Linked DNA regions of Capsicum annuum: region 1 is linked to region 2. Evidence: chromatin contacts called from public Hi-C data. All regions are on one chromosome and are shown on one strand. The core of a region is the stretch at or near the end of the contact, and the rest is flanking DNA. Distances in the headings are between cores, read along the strand shown.

Region 1 (7,299 bases), core at 2,537-5,036, 160 kb before region 2:
CCGCGATGCGCCACTATCGCGGAGTTCTACTGGAAATTGAAAATTGTCAAATAGACCCACTCCGCGATGCACCATGCACTAAAATGACATTATTGTATGACTAGGACTTAAATTAGCCATAATTTCTTATCCGGGTATCGGATTTGGGTGAATCTTATATCGACGGAAAGATTATCAAATTTTTCATGTGATAAAAAGTTGAAATTAGGCAAATTCTAAATGGATAAAATGATACGCACTTAGGAAGTCACTTCTCAATCTTTTAGGGCCAGAATCGCGCCTCACTTGACACGCTCTAAAGTTCATTCTACGAGAGAATTTCGCAGGGTCTTACATTCAAACACGAAGAATAGTATATAGTATTAATATGATAATTAACTCTTAAAGAATATTATTAAAATATAATGTGGTCTGCAAGTTTCACTTCCAAGAACTCAACCTATGTAAATTCAACTCCAAACAGCACCCATGTTTTCTTTTGTTAACTAATTTTCTAATTTTTTAAAAAATTAAAAAATCCTTTCAAAAGTTTTAGTCTTTTTCACCAACTCTTGAATTTAGACCACCCCATTTGGGTTCTTCCCGATGAGTATACCTTCACTTTAGTTATTTCTTCTTGTGTACATCAAAGATCTGTGTTCATGGAAGAATTGTTCACAGGTAGGTGATGAGGAATGAGTTTGAGTCGAATTTATTTGTAGGTAATTTTTGATTAATAAGTATGTGGTTTGCAAGATTATGATGGGTGCTTACAAAGTTTTTGATAGAATGACAGACAGAGATGTGATTTCTTGGACTAGTGTGATTTGTGGATATTCAAATACCTCGATTGAAAAAGCTAATAAAGGATGAAAAATTCAACCTCCGTTAATGGAGGTTAAAGAAGATGGATTGGGTAGGAAAAATAATTTTGGCTTTAAAAAAAATCATGGGTGTATATAATGATGTGGCGATTTAAACTGAGTTGGCACAAATAAATTGGTCATTTAATCCAATTCGGAGAAAGTACACCCCACATACCAGATCTGATGCAAAAAGATGCCAAAATGACACAGTTTGTAGTTGGTTTAGGTGTTTAAAAGAACATCATTCACTTAAGGTGTTAAAGTGAAAGATTGTGTCAAGTTGAGATGCTTGTCGATGTGTTTGGCCTAATGTATATGTTATGTTGGAATGAAAAATATTGCTACATTTTTAAAAGAAAAGTATCTGTATTTTCTTACAAAAAATTGCACTAATTTGGCTACTTATGCATTTTTTTCATAATTTATTTCACCTGGGCAATCACAAAAAAATCTCTATGGGAAAATTTTTCATTTTTTCAGAGTAAACACATTTGACCGTAAAAATTTTGAAAAATTCTATTTTTACTTTCTCCACTTTTTTCAGTTTTTTTAAAAAGATCCAAAAATAAGAAAATTCTATTTTTACTTTTTCACCAAATTACCCATATAAGTTTTTTTTTTGGTTTTAAACCACCCGGTGTCCGGTACCCGCTTTTTTAGGAGTTCGACTATATCAGAATTCGCCCCGCGTCGGGCTCCATCTGGAGGGAGAGCTCCCAACAGAGTGTTTGTCCATACCCAGGGTCGAACCCTCGACCTCTGGGTAGGTTGGGGCAGCCCCTTTCCGCTGCGCCACCACTGCTGTTGGTACACATATAAGTTTAGAAACAACTCTAATTTATTTAATGGCCAAACACAACTAAAATATCATTTTTTACTTTGAAAACAAGAACTATTTTTTTTTATTTTTACAATGAAATATTGCCAAATGCTTGCTATATTTGACCCAAATTCACATGAAATCTTTACATCGATTGCCCCTATTTTATGGGTGGTCTTTAACTTTTATCCCTCAAATAGGGGGTCTTTGATTTTTTTTCATGTTGTTCATTTGATTAAATTTGTGAGTCAATGTACCATTAAGTATCACCTAATTTCATAAGGAATAAATCTAGAAATTTTTTGTTTTATTTGATAAAAGTCCGATGGGAATAAATGAATATATGTCTCTTAAGACTAATTTTGTGAGTTCTGAAACCAAACTTATACCTCTATGGCTCTATCGGCATACGAAATATAAACTTTTTTCTTGCAACTTTTTTTTTCAATGTCAAGGTATTTTCAATCATATATAATTGGGCAACTTTCATAAATCCCACCACGTTTCTTCTTAATTATCTTTTTTTCTTATTTTTTTTAATTTCTCTTTCCCAAATTTTAATTGTTCATATACATAACTGAATGTTAATATACATAAGTATCTTATGTATCATAACTAACTTCCTTAATGGTATATAAGGAAATAAATCAAGTCTAATAATTATCCAAAACAATATTTAAGGAAATAATCAAGTCTAATAATTATCCAATATTATACTTTATTAATGTGTGATTAATTGAATTTCTTAATTATGTAAATTTTTCAAAAAATATACTCCTAAAAGAAAATTTACCATATAAATCACTTAGAAAATATTAGAACCAAAGAAAAAAGACCTTTGTAAAATAAAGGGACATGGAAAATTTAAAAAAAATAAAAATACTTGTATAAAGGAAATTTTACTACGTAAGTACGAAAAATTTTATTACCTAGTCTACATATAAAGGAAATTTTACTACATAAGTATGAAAAAATTTGAAACAAAAAAAAATAGATTCTTATAAGATTTAAAGAACATGAAAACATTGAACTCTAACCCTTATATATATATATATATATATATAGGTTTGCAAAATACACATCTCAGGTATCACATATACATAATAATAAAAAACAAAACTTGAAAATATAAAGATAACACATCATATACATGCCTAATGTTTTTTCATATACAAAACACTACTATGCACATGGGCTAAAATACACACAACCCGTCTTGTCTAACAGAGTCATATACATAATTGTGTTATATATAACACTATTGATGCATAACATATACATGACTCTGTAATGTATATGACATGAAATTAAACAGCCCAACAGTGTCCGATTTCAATACATATACATAACAAATTTATGTATATGGATTGAAATAAAACGTCCAACAAATGACATAACTATAAATATATACATAACTCGGTATGTATCATAGTTAAAAATAACAACATGGATTTACTAAGTAATCTAACCATATACATAACAAATTTAATGTATAAGAAGATGGCTCTAACACTATACATAACTAATTTATTTATAAGGTTGAAATAACAACAAAACACTCTTATATAACAATGTATAAGAATGTGTAAATCGACAAAAAATACAGATTCAATAACAAATTACTATACCTTTGAAAGACATGGTTGTAATAATTCTTCATTTTTTATCTTACTTGAAGATTTAGCAACGGGCTTTTTAGAGCTTGTACGAGCAACTTCTCTCGACCTCTTCATTTTGACGGGATCGTTTCGATGTTTTGATCTATTTTCTATAAAACTCAAACCAGACTCCATTACTATGCTTAAACTTTGAGAATTATACACATGCAATAAGTAACTCGTAGATTTTTTATTTAGTAAAATTTTAAAAAATTAAGAAATTAAACTACCCTCACAAAATAAATTGAGGAAGATGGTGATGTTCAACTTCTTGATAAGATAAGATTTGTATAATCAAACCTTGATATCTTTTAAATATGATAGATGAAATTTTATGTAATAATAGAAAGTTAGGATATATCTTTATTTAAATTTTCCTATATAAGGGATTACATAAAATGATGAAGGTCAAAAATTGAGGATCACCAATTTAAGGGGCAAAAATTAAAATACTAACCAAATAATTTGGAGGCATTTGTGTGGATGACCCATTGACATATGATGGACAAATAAAAAGCCCACAACTTAATTGGGTTCTGTCTCAGGAAGATGACAAAAGGCCCATATAGACGCTGCAAAAACCCTATCCAACCGAACTGTCCAAACATTGAAGTAAAGTACTTACGGCTTCTCCACCTGTAATTGTGAATCCTTGCGAAAATGGATACTCAGGCTCCTCAGATCAGCAAAAAGCGAAAGGTTAATCATCAAATTTTCTGTATAAGATTTCTTAATGAAAATTGTGGGAATAAATTTTACGATTGTTGTTTCAGTTTGTGGCGGATGGAGTATTCTTCGCTGAGCTGAACGAAGTGTTGACACGTGAGCTGGCTGAGGATGGATACTCTGGAGTCGAGGTCAGAGTAACCCCCGTCAGGACTGAGATCATTATCAGAGCCACTCGTACTCAGAATGTTCTTGGTGATTCCTCTTATTCCAGTTTTATTTATTCTATTTCATTTTCTTAATTTAAGCGATTTTATGAGCAAAACTATTGTTGAAAATTATTTGAGCAGAATGACTAATAGACTGATTTGTATTGCGGAGTTGATCTCTGTTTGTGATTGAGACATAATTGTATTTTTTTTTTTTTGTATTTAATGTGGATATTCCATTCAATTTAATATTCCTGATTAAGGCTTGAAACTAAGAAGCTGCTACTTTCATAGTTCATGATTGATCAACTAGTGCATGATTTGCCCTACCTAAAACATATGTTTTCAATTGGAAAATTTGTTTGATTTAGTATTTTGTTACTATCTCTTAAAGCTCCATTTTGATTTGAGATCTAATTGGCTAGCAGTTGTACATATTATTACTCCACTTCATTTCCTGGTGGCCAGTTTACAAATGCTAGTATGGATAGGGAAAGAAAGTGAATTGGAGCGAAGTCTGGAGTAAAATGGAAGGGAAAAGAATTGGTAGAATAAGGGCTTTTTTTTGTTATTTAGTTTTGTAATAAAGAAGTGCAAGAAGGAATTGGGAGATAATGTTTCATATTATACGTGCCCATTTTTTCCAAAACATGTTTGTCTTCTCAAGTAAAATTGAGGTTCTCTGAAGGAGGAAAATGTGTGAACATAACCCTTTAAAATTTCAATCGAAGGTAATGACCCAAGATCTTCTCTTATGTATAAAAACAAAGATCTTTGGTAGGAAAGAGATGGCCAAAAACAAATTTGTGAAGGGCTACAAAATCATTTTACCCTCTCTTGAACTGTGAGTTCTCAAGTCTCACACTGTATGCTGCCATACTAGTCTTTTAACTTGCAAGATAATGTATTTGTATGGAGAAAAAAGAAAGAAGTATAAGGTTCGCCTCTCAATAACTTATCTTGCATCATATTAAGAGCATGTTTGGATGGGCTTTTGGCTTATTTTTATCTTTTTGATAACATGTGCTCAAAAGCACTTTTTTAATTTTACCCAAATACTGCAAAAGTACTTGAAATCTATTTTGGGTTAAAATCACTTAATATAAGCCAATCCAAAAGGGCATTAAAAACATCAAGTTGCATAAGTAGTTATTAACCTCTGATATTTCTCACTAAATCTAAGCCACTCTGAAGATTGTACTTGTAAGAGGACTTTTTGCCTGGTGGGATTGAACTTTTGATTGACCTTTTATGTCTTCATTTATTTTTAGTAGTGCATTTTTTTGTTTAAACCGATTTATGTCTTAGGTGAGAAGGGTAGGAGAATCAGGGAATTAACGTCAGTTGTCCAGAAGCGTTTCAAGTTTAAAGAGAACTCTGTGGAGCTTTATGCTGAGAAGGTTAACAACAGGGGACTCTGTGCTATTGCTCAGGCCGAATCTCTTCGCTACAAGCTCCTTGGTGGTCTTGCTGTTAGGAGGTAATAATATTGATCTGCATTCCAGATGTTATGTCATCATCAAACATAGTTTATGATATTTTCAATGTTTTATATCTGTAAATCTGCAATGCTCTTTTAGTGTCAGCAATCAATGGTATTTGTGTATCTATTTAATCTTACTTTTTCCTCCTTTCTTTTCGGTGGTTTTGCTATCAGTATTCTTGGTTCTGTTAGAAGTTATCCCATGTATATGTTATATTCACAAAACAATTGATGTTATAGTACCAGTGCTTTGTTGGATGATAACTATAAAAAATGATACCATGCCATTCATTCTATGAAGTGTTCTTGTCTTCATGCAGTAACCATCAAGGCATATTGCTAAGAACCGTTATTATGTCATAGTAAAATTGAAAGGAGGTGCAGGTTTTATTTCAATATCCAATTTGCATTTTAGACCTTGTTCCTAGCCTTAATTTCCCCCACCAAGCATGTATCTTGTCTCCAGCTTATCCGTCATGTATAAAGCAAATAGGTTGACTTAATGCCAAATTTGTGTTGGAAGATGACTATACCAAGTGAGCTTTGCCAATGACATGTTGAGTTGTTAAATATTTACACCTCTGTCCTTGGATAGCGAAATTTTGAAACTTGTCTTGAAGTTCTTATGTAAATATTTTTGGGCTTCAGTCTTTTATGTTTAATCTCTTTCAGATTATTCCCAAAAGCTTAATGATTATCTCCAACAGGGCATGCTATGGTGTTCTGAGATTTATTATGGAGAGTGGAGCCAAAGGATGCGAAGTATGCTACTAAGAAGCTTGATTCATTGTTTTGGATGATGTATAAATTATGGTGGCACCTGATTTGATTTTGTTGTACAGGTGATAGTGAGTGGAAAACTGAGGGCACAGCGTGCTAAATCCATGAAGTTCAAAGATGGCTACATGATTTCTTCGGGTCAACCTGTCAATGAGTACATTGACTCGGCTGTAAGACATGTTCTCTTGAGACAGGTATGTTCTTGCTCTCTGGTGAAGGTTGAAGATGAAATAGTATCTAACTTCTATTGTTGAGTTGCCTCTGTTTCCCTCTTATGCCCCATATTGTGAATAATTTGGATATCGTATGTTGCAGGGAGTACTTGGTATCAAGGTCAAGATCATGCTTGATTGGGATCCCAAAGGAAAGCAAGGTCCAACAACTCCTCTTCCAGATATTGTCACCATCCACCCTCCCAAGGAGGAAGAACATTACATCAGGACGCCCACAGTGGTAGTGCCTGCTGAGGTTGCTGCAGTCCCTATTATGTAGAGAGCAGACCATGGTCGAAATGCCAAAAATACTATGTTCTACTAAAACCTTTATTGTTGTGTTTTTTTTTGGTCTTCTTGGTGCTGTAGAAGCAGGTTTGGACATTTTCTTTTTTGGTCTTCTTGGTGCTGTAGAAGCAGGTCTGGACATTTTCTTTTGCCGCACTGACAATCTTTCAGATCCAGAGATAAATTCTTGTTCAAGTAATAATAGGTTATTCTGTTGTTTATTGTTTCAGGCCTTTCTGTAATCACGCATCTGGGTTCTGTTTCTTGTTTATTTTATTTTTTTACTTAAACCTGATTAAACGATGTGGCGGAGAGCTAAAATACGTTTTCATGTCGAG
Region 2 (6,423 bases), core at 3,090-5,589:
TATTTTTAAAAAATTTGCAGGCAATTTATATTTATTTTTCCTTTGTGGGCGTTCTTTTAGCTCTTTCATTTTGCTTAGAACAACTAGCAATTCTTGCTGGTATGAATTGAGGGACATTTTCTTGTTATTTCCATATTTCATTTCTTTTGTCATCCCTTGTTGTTTTGTCTTTGTAGAAATTTAATAAGTGGTGTACTTAGTGTCAAAGAGATCAAAGTTTTCTCCTTTTAGTCTAAGTGGGTTGGAACCATTTTTACCCAATCTAAATTTGACCAAATCCATATTTACCCATATTTATATGGGTGAATTGCAATCTAAACCATTTTTTCTCAATTCAAATTTAACTCGTTCAAATTCAATCTAATCCGCCCATTTGCCATCCCTAGTTATAAGGATTATAGGAAGAAAATGGATTATGGTGAATCTCAAATTTTAGAGGAGTAAATAGTCAAACCTGAGTACTAAGATATAGAAAAATAGTATCTTTTTCAATGATATCAGAAGTCATTTTTAAATAAAATTCTATCTCATTTTAATTAAATTATTCTTGACTTGTAAGTAATTTTTTGATGGAATAGTACTTTACGATAAGATTGATTTTAACCAGAGTTATTATGTATATGTCAATGTTAGTAGAATAATGAATACATTTGATCAGGTTGCAGGCTAGTGATACGTCAACTGACACACTACTATTATTAAAAATAGAATCCAAAGATATATAAAAATATATATATATTTATCATAATTAATAATCACTTAAATCTTTACAAATATATACAGACTCCAAAAAATCCCATAAAATTAGGAATTTTGGATATTTGCTCTTATCTTCTCTTTCACACTATTCCTAGCTAGTCCTCACTCTCCCCATCCCATCATCCTTCATTGTTCTCGTTGCTCCACCACCATCCCCTGCTAATCTACCAAAAAATTAATGGAGTTATGCTACAAAATTAAGTAATTTTTTTCGTTTCTTTTTTACTTTATCGGAATTCTCTCTTGTGACTTTCCCAATTTACTCTCTCCACGTGTGTCTCATATCTCTCTCTCTCTCTCTCTTTCTCTCTCTCACACGCACACACATATATATTATGTATATAATAATTAGTATATGTACCCGCGCAATATGCGGATAATGTTAAAATAATATTTCTAATATTTCAAATTGAGATATCTTGTTCGGGCATGTTAAATTCTATTATCTTAAAAAAAATTTAACTATGATATTGTTTCTTAATAAATGTAAAAGTAAAATAAATTTTTTCTCTATCCTCACGCACCTCTCACCCCTACCATCACCTCCAACCCACTCTTCAATTTGTTTTTTTTTTTAAATCCCATTCTCGCCCCCACCTCCCCTACCTCTAACCAAATTTTTATGAAAAAAAATCATGTAATTATAGATAAAAAATTATATTTCATATTTTTTATTATATTATTCACAATTTAAATATATGATATTATTTATATTTTTCTCACCCCACTCTCTCATTTTTAATCAAATTTAAATGAGTAAAAAATAATCATTCATAATTTAAAGATATTAGATTGTTAATATCGCTCACCTCACTCCACCCCACCTCCACCTCCACCCCCACCCCCATACTTCTAATCAAATTTATTTGAATAAAAAAAATCACGTAATTATAACAAAAAGTTTTTATTTTTCATATTTTTCTTATTATATTATTTATTAAAGGTTTCATTTGTTAATATTGATTGTTTTTAAATTTTTATTCTGCTGTACCTCCCCCCCCCTCCCCCCTCCGTCTCTTTTATTTAAAAATTATAAGTAATATGTGTGTAATCTAATTACTTCATTATATTTTTAAAATTAGTATAAAATATCATCCCCCAACCATTTATTTTTCTATATCTTTTTTACTGAAATTTAATTACTTTTATCTAGATTAACTTTAAATTAATTTTTCTATTGTATTACACACAATGATAGTTGGGTTTTTTTCTCTTTTTCAAAATATAGAATGCTGAATTTTAAATCTAAATTATTTTTATTTAATAGTTTAATGTTCATTATTTTCATCATTTGTTAGGATTATAATTACTTGGTATACACAATTTAAGACTTTGCTCGTTATAATTAAAATATGATCTAAAAACTCTGAATGTTAAGACAAGAAGCCCAAAGCAATTCAATTTATTAATTAATCAATACTCAATTATCAGACATTAACATACTATAAATTAAATATAAATTTATGATATCAAAAAATAATTGTCAATATCGCAAATGATTTCTGTATATATTTATGTAACCGGTGAAAATATAACTTCTACTTTTTCATGTTAAAGTTCAAAATAATCTTTTAGTTTAATTTTTTAAAAAGTCAACTTAATTAGATTATAATGAATTAATGATGTTAAAGATTACCATGAAAGCAATAGAAAGAGATGATGGTGGAGATATATAATTATGATGATAAAAAAAATAGTCACAATAATATTATTCCTTAAATTGAATCATCAAAAAGAAAAAATACTTATATCAATTTAAATTTGATGGACCTTGAACATTCACAGAGAAAGATATGATGAAAATATTATATCCTTCCTGCATAAAAAAAAGAAAATTGTCAAATCAAGAACTTTTTTTTAAAATGAGGGATAAAAAGTGCAATAAACAAATTCATGAATAAAGATGATGATAGAAAAGTATATATAAGAGAGGATAAATGATAAAATTTCATTTCCATTCAAATTCAAATATCAAATATATTTATTAAAAAAATATTAGTTTATTATTCTTCCTTATTCTTACATTTTTTTCAAATATAATATATATTTATAATCAATATATTTGAGTTGAGATAAATATAGAAATCAATGAGACGATAATAACAACAATAAAAATTTTAAAACAATTTTTATTTTACCACTATTACGTTGTACTATTATTACTATTACTATTACTACTACTACAATTATTATTTGTTCATTATATTTGAGATAAATATTAACATTAGTAGTGTAGCCAAAAAAGAAATTGTATAGCATGATTACTAATTAAGCACATCTAATAATAACTTTTTTTTTTTTAAATTATAAGTTAATCTTTGAACAAATATTTTACCTCCAATTCAAATTCAAAACAATTGATCAAATAACCAAATTTTAGGGGAGTGGTTATATAACAATAAAAGTTTAACTAGAAGTGTTTAGCATGATAACTATCTACTTCTAATATGTAATTTATATTTTTTGATATTATTTTAAATTTAAAGTCAACAAAGTATTACTTTTAATTATCTTTTGCTATTTTATCTTCTTGCAAATACAATGCAAATTTATCTCTATATATAGATATAGATGATACCCATGGCATACTCACAATTAGATAGTGATATAATACATTTGTCGTTGTATGTAATTGTTATCATGTATATATCACTGTATACGATGAAAAATATGACATACACCCTATATACACTCATTCTAACGCTATACACACCTAAACATAAAATTACATTACATATAATTATCCCACCATCAAACCACCTCTAGAAAAATCACCATAAACATCACAAATATCATCATCATCACTCATTCCACCTTATTAATTGAAAAAACCACTACTCTACGTAACCAAAACTAAGTAGACGTTTGACCATGAGTATTTTTTTATCGTTTTCTAGAAAATTATTTCATTTTACTGAAAAAAGTGAGAACAATAGTGTTTGGCTATGGAAACTTCAAATATAATTTGAAATTGTATTTGAAAAAGTGAAAACAAGAAAAACTTGTTTTCACTATTTTCACTATTACTTTTCTAATAAAATTTCAAAAACAACTTCAATTGATTTTCATGGCCAAACACAACTCTAACTTCAACTCTATTTTTAACTTCGAAAAATTATGATTTTCATAGCCAAACGACGTCTAAGAACATGCATGATCAATGCTAGACCTCCTACTGTTGATGGCTACGCAAGTGATGTTAAGGTTATCAAACAAAAGAAATAAAAATAAAGTCAAGGATCCTATTTCATGTATGAGGTTTTCAAAAAATATATATTACCTCCGATTTACTTATTACTATTTTTCTAATTTAATTTTTATTTTATTTCATTTTTAATAAATCAAGAAAAAATAATATTTTTATATTTTATCTTTAATATTAATTATTTATTCTTTCAATTATTTTTCAATATCTATTCTAAACATCAATTAATAGAATTAATATTATAAAATTACTATATCAATTATTATTTTTTTAATAGATAATTTCAAGTGAAAATATAACCCGTAAATCCGAACATGTGGAGCAGTAAATTGCTGGAAAATAGTAGAAAAGCCCACAATCCGCAATCTTTGTACTAGACCAAGTGTGTATTGGTCTCATTTTCTAATAGGTCGGTTTCTAAACACGCCATTTTATCCCCTTTTCACTATCTATCTGGTATCTGCCGCCCCCCCTCCCCCTCTCCCTATAAATTTGTGAATTCAAAGCGTTCACGAAAAGTTTATCACTCAAAAGTCTCTCAAATTCAAAATGGCGGTGAACTTGACGGCAAACGCGATCCCGGCGATCAACGCGGGGGACGTGAACTCAAAGCCAGTGGTTCAGGTATTGGACATCAAGCTAATCGGCACCACACAGGAACGATACCGACTCACACTCTCCGACTCAGAGTCGACTCAGCAGGCGATGCTTGCTACTCAGCTCAATGACCGTGTCAAAACTGGCCGTGTTCGCAAAACCTCGGTCATTCAGTTGATTGAATACATATGTAGCACTGTTCAAAATCGCAAGTACAGTACAGATGATTACATTTGCTTCTACGTTTCATTCCATATAAAACTTGCTTTATTATGTGTTTTTTATCCATGTAAAACTTGCTTTGGTTTTGTTGTTTCAGCTTTATTAGAATGTTGATGCCCTAATAGAGAATTACTCAATGATTTGGATGTGCACTTACGTCTCTATGGAAAAAAAAGCACCTATACATTTTGTTTTTTTCCTATTCCCCTTTTAAGCTCATTTTGTGTTTATCATTCGTACACTAGTCATTTTGATTGTAACTTTGATAGATTTGGCTTGGATTTTGTTGTTTTGAGCTTTAACTAAAATGTTGATGTTGTCATAGAGAATCTATCCCTTAATCATTCTGACAAGCACTTCTATGCAAAATTCACTACACATATGTAACTTATTGTTTTCTCCAATTTTTTCTTGTATGTGCATTTGTATTATCATCCCTTTACAAGTCATTCCGAACGTAAAGATAGCTTTGGCTTTTATTTTGTTGTTTAAGGTTTAGTTACAATTGATCTATGGAAGGAAACTATTTTGTAATTGTCTCAATGGTCGAGAGTTACTCCGTAATAATTTGAGTAGACAGCGCAACATAACAAAACACTAGTTTCTTGTAAATATTAGTTTCAATTCTGGTTGGTCTTAACTTTATAAATATTTTCTACATAGACTAGGGATTGTCTCAGAACCATGAAGCAGTTTTGCCTGTAGAAATTGTTGTACTGCCAAAGTCATGTCATCTTTCCTTTGGTGTCATCGTGAGTTGGGTGCTAGAAATAGTTTCCAATAGATTAGAAGAATGTGTCATTTTTGTGCATAGGATACTGTATTTGGGGATCAAGCAAGTGTCTGTTTTGTCTAATAAGAGAGTAGTATCTTAATTTTCCCCAGCAATCTGGATTATACCTTTGATTGGAACTTGGGCTGAGTGTTTATCTTGTTTCCTTGCAGAATCATTGTTGTCCTCAACATGGAAACTATTATACCAGAATGTGAAATAATTGGGAACCCGCAAATGATTGTAGAATCTAATTTAGGAGCTCAGAAAGCTACATCTAATGTAGCTTCTGGGTCTGCAATCTTGAGTAACAATGGTAACTTGAGTGCTCAAAGATCTGTCCAGGCAAGCTTTGCTAACAGTAAAAATTTGAGCGCTCAAAATTCAGGTAATAGCATGCAGAACTACCCACCGGCAATTCAACCTGCATATCAACCTCCTCCAAATTACAAAAGCGATGGGGCAATCATGAAGAATGAAGCACCTGCCCGCATTATTCCAATTGCAGCATTGAATCCCTATCAGGGTCGGTGGGCTATTAAGGCTAGAGTGACTGTAAAGGGGGAACTACGCCGCTATAATAATTCTAGAGGAGATGGAAAGGTCTTCTCCTTTGATCTCCTTGATTCTGATGGGGGTGAAATACGTGTCACTTGTTTTAATGCTGTTGTTGATCGGTTCTATGACAAAATTGATGCTGGAAAGGTGTACATGATATCAAAAGGCAGCTTGAAACCTGCTCAAAAGAACTTCAACCATTTGAAGAATGAATGGGAAATATTTTTGGAGACTACCTCAACTGTAGATCTCTGTCCAGATGAAGATGCCTCTATACCAAGACAGCAATTCTCATTTAGACCTATTAGTG

The links. Hi-C and Micro-C count contacts between places; a contact is called where the count stands out from the background.
Region 1: a Hi-C map of leaf shows a contact between it and region 2, with 2.5 times the contacts expected there. The contact joins the promoter of LOC107870733 here to the promoter of LOC107870731 in region 2. A contact is called at or near these places in 2 of 5 Hi-C or Micro-C datasets (leaf and placenta).

The regions. Positions count from the first base shown.
Region 1 is chr5:100,742,582-100,749,880 of UCD10Xv1.1, reverse strand. LOC107870733 (40S ribosomal protein S3-3) reads left to right here and starts at 3,786. Exons shown (of 6, transcript XM_016717342.2): 1 at 3,786-4,022; 2 at 4,097-4,244; 3 at 5,507-5,678; 4 at 6,389-6,443; 5 at 6,524-6,655; 6 at 6,777-7,190. The coding sequence starts at 3,984. The coding sequence ends at 6,953.
Region 2 is chr5:100,587,349-100,593,771 of UCD10Xv1.1, reverse strand. LOC107870731 (replication protein A 70 kDa DNA-binding subunit A) reads left to right here and starts at 4,339. Exons shown (of 2, transcript XM_016717339.2): 1 at 4,339-4,773; 2 at 5,729-6,423. The coding sequence starts at 4,514.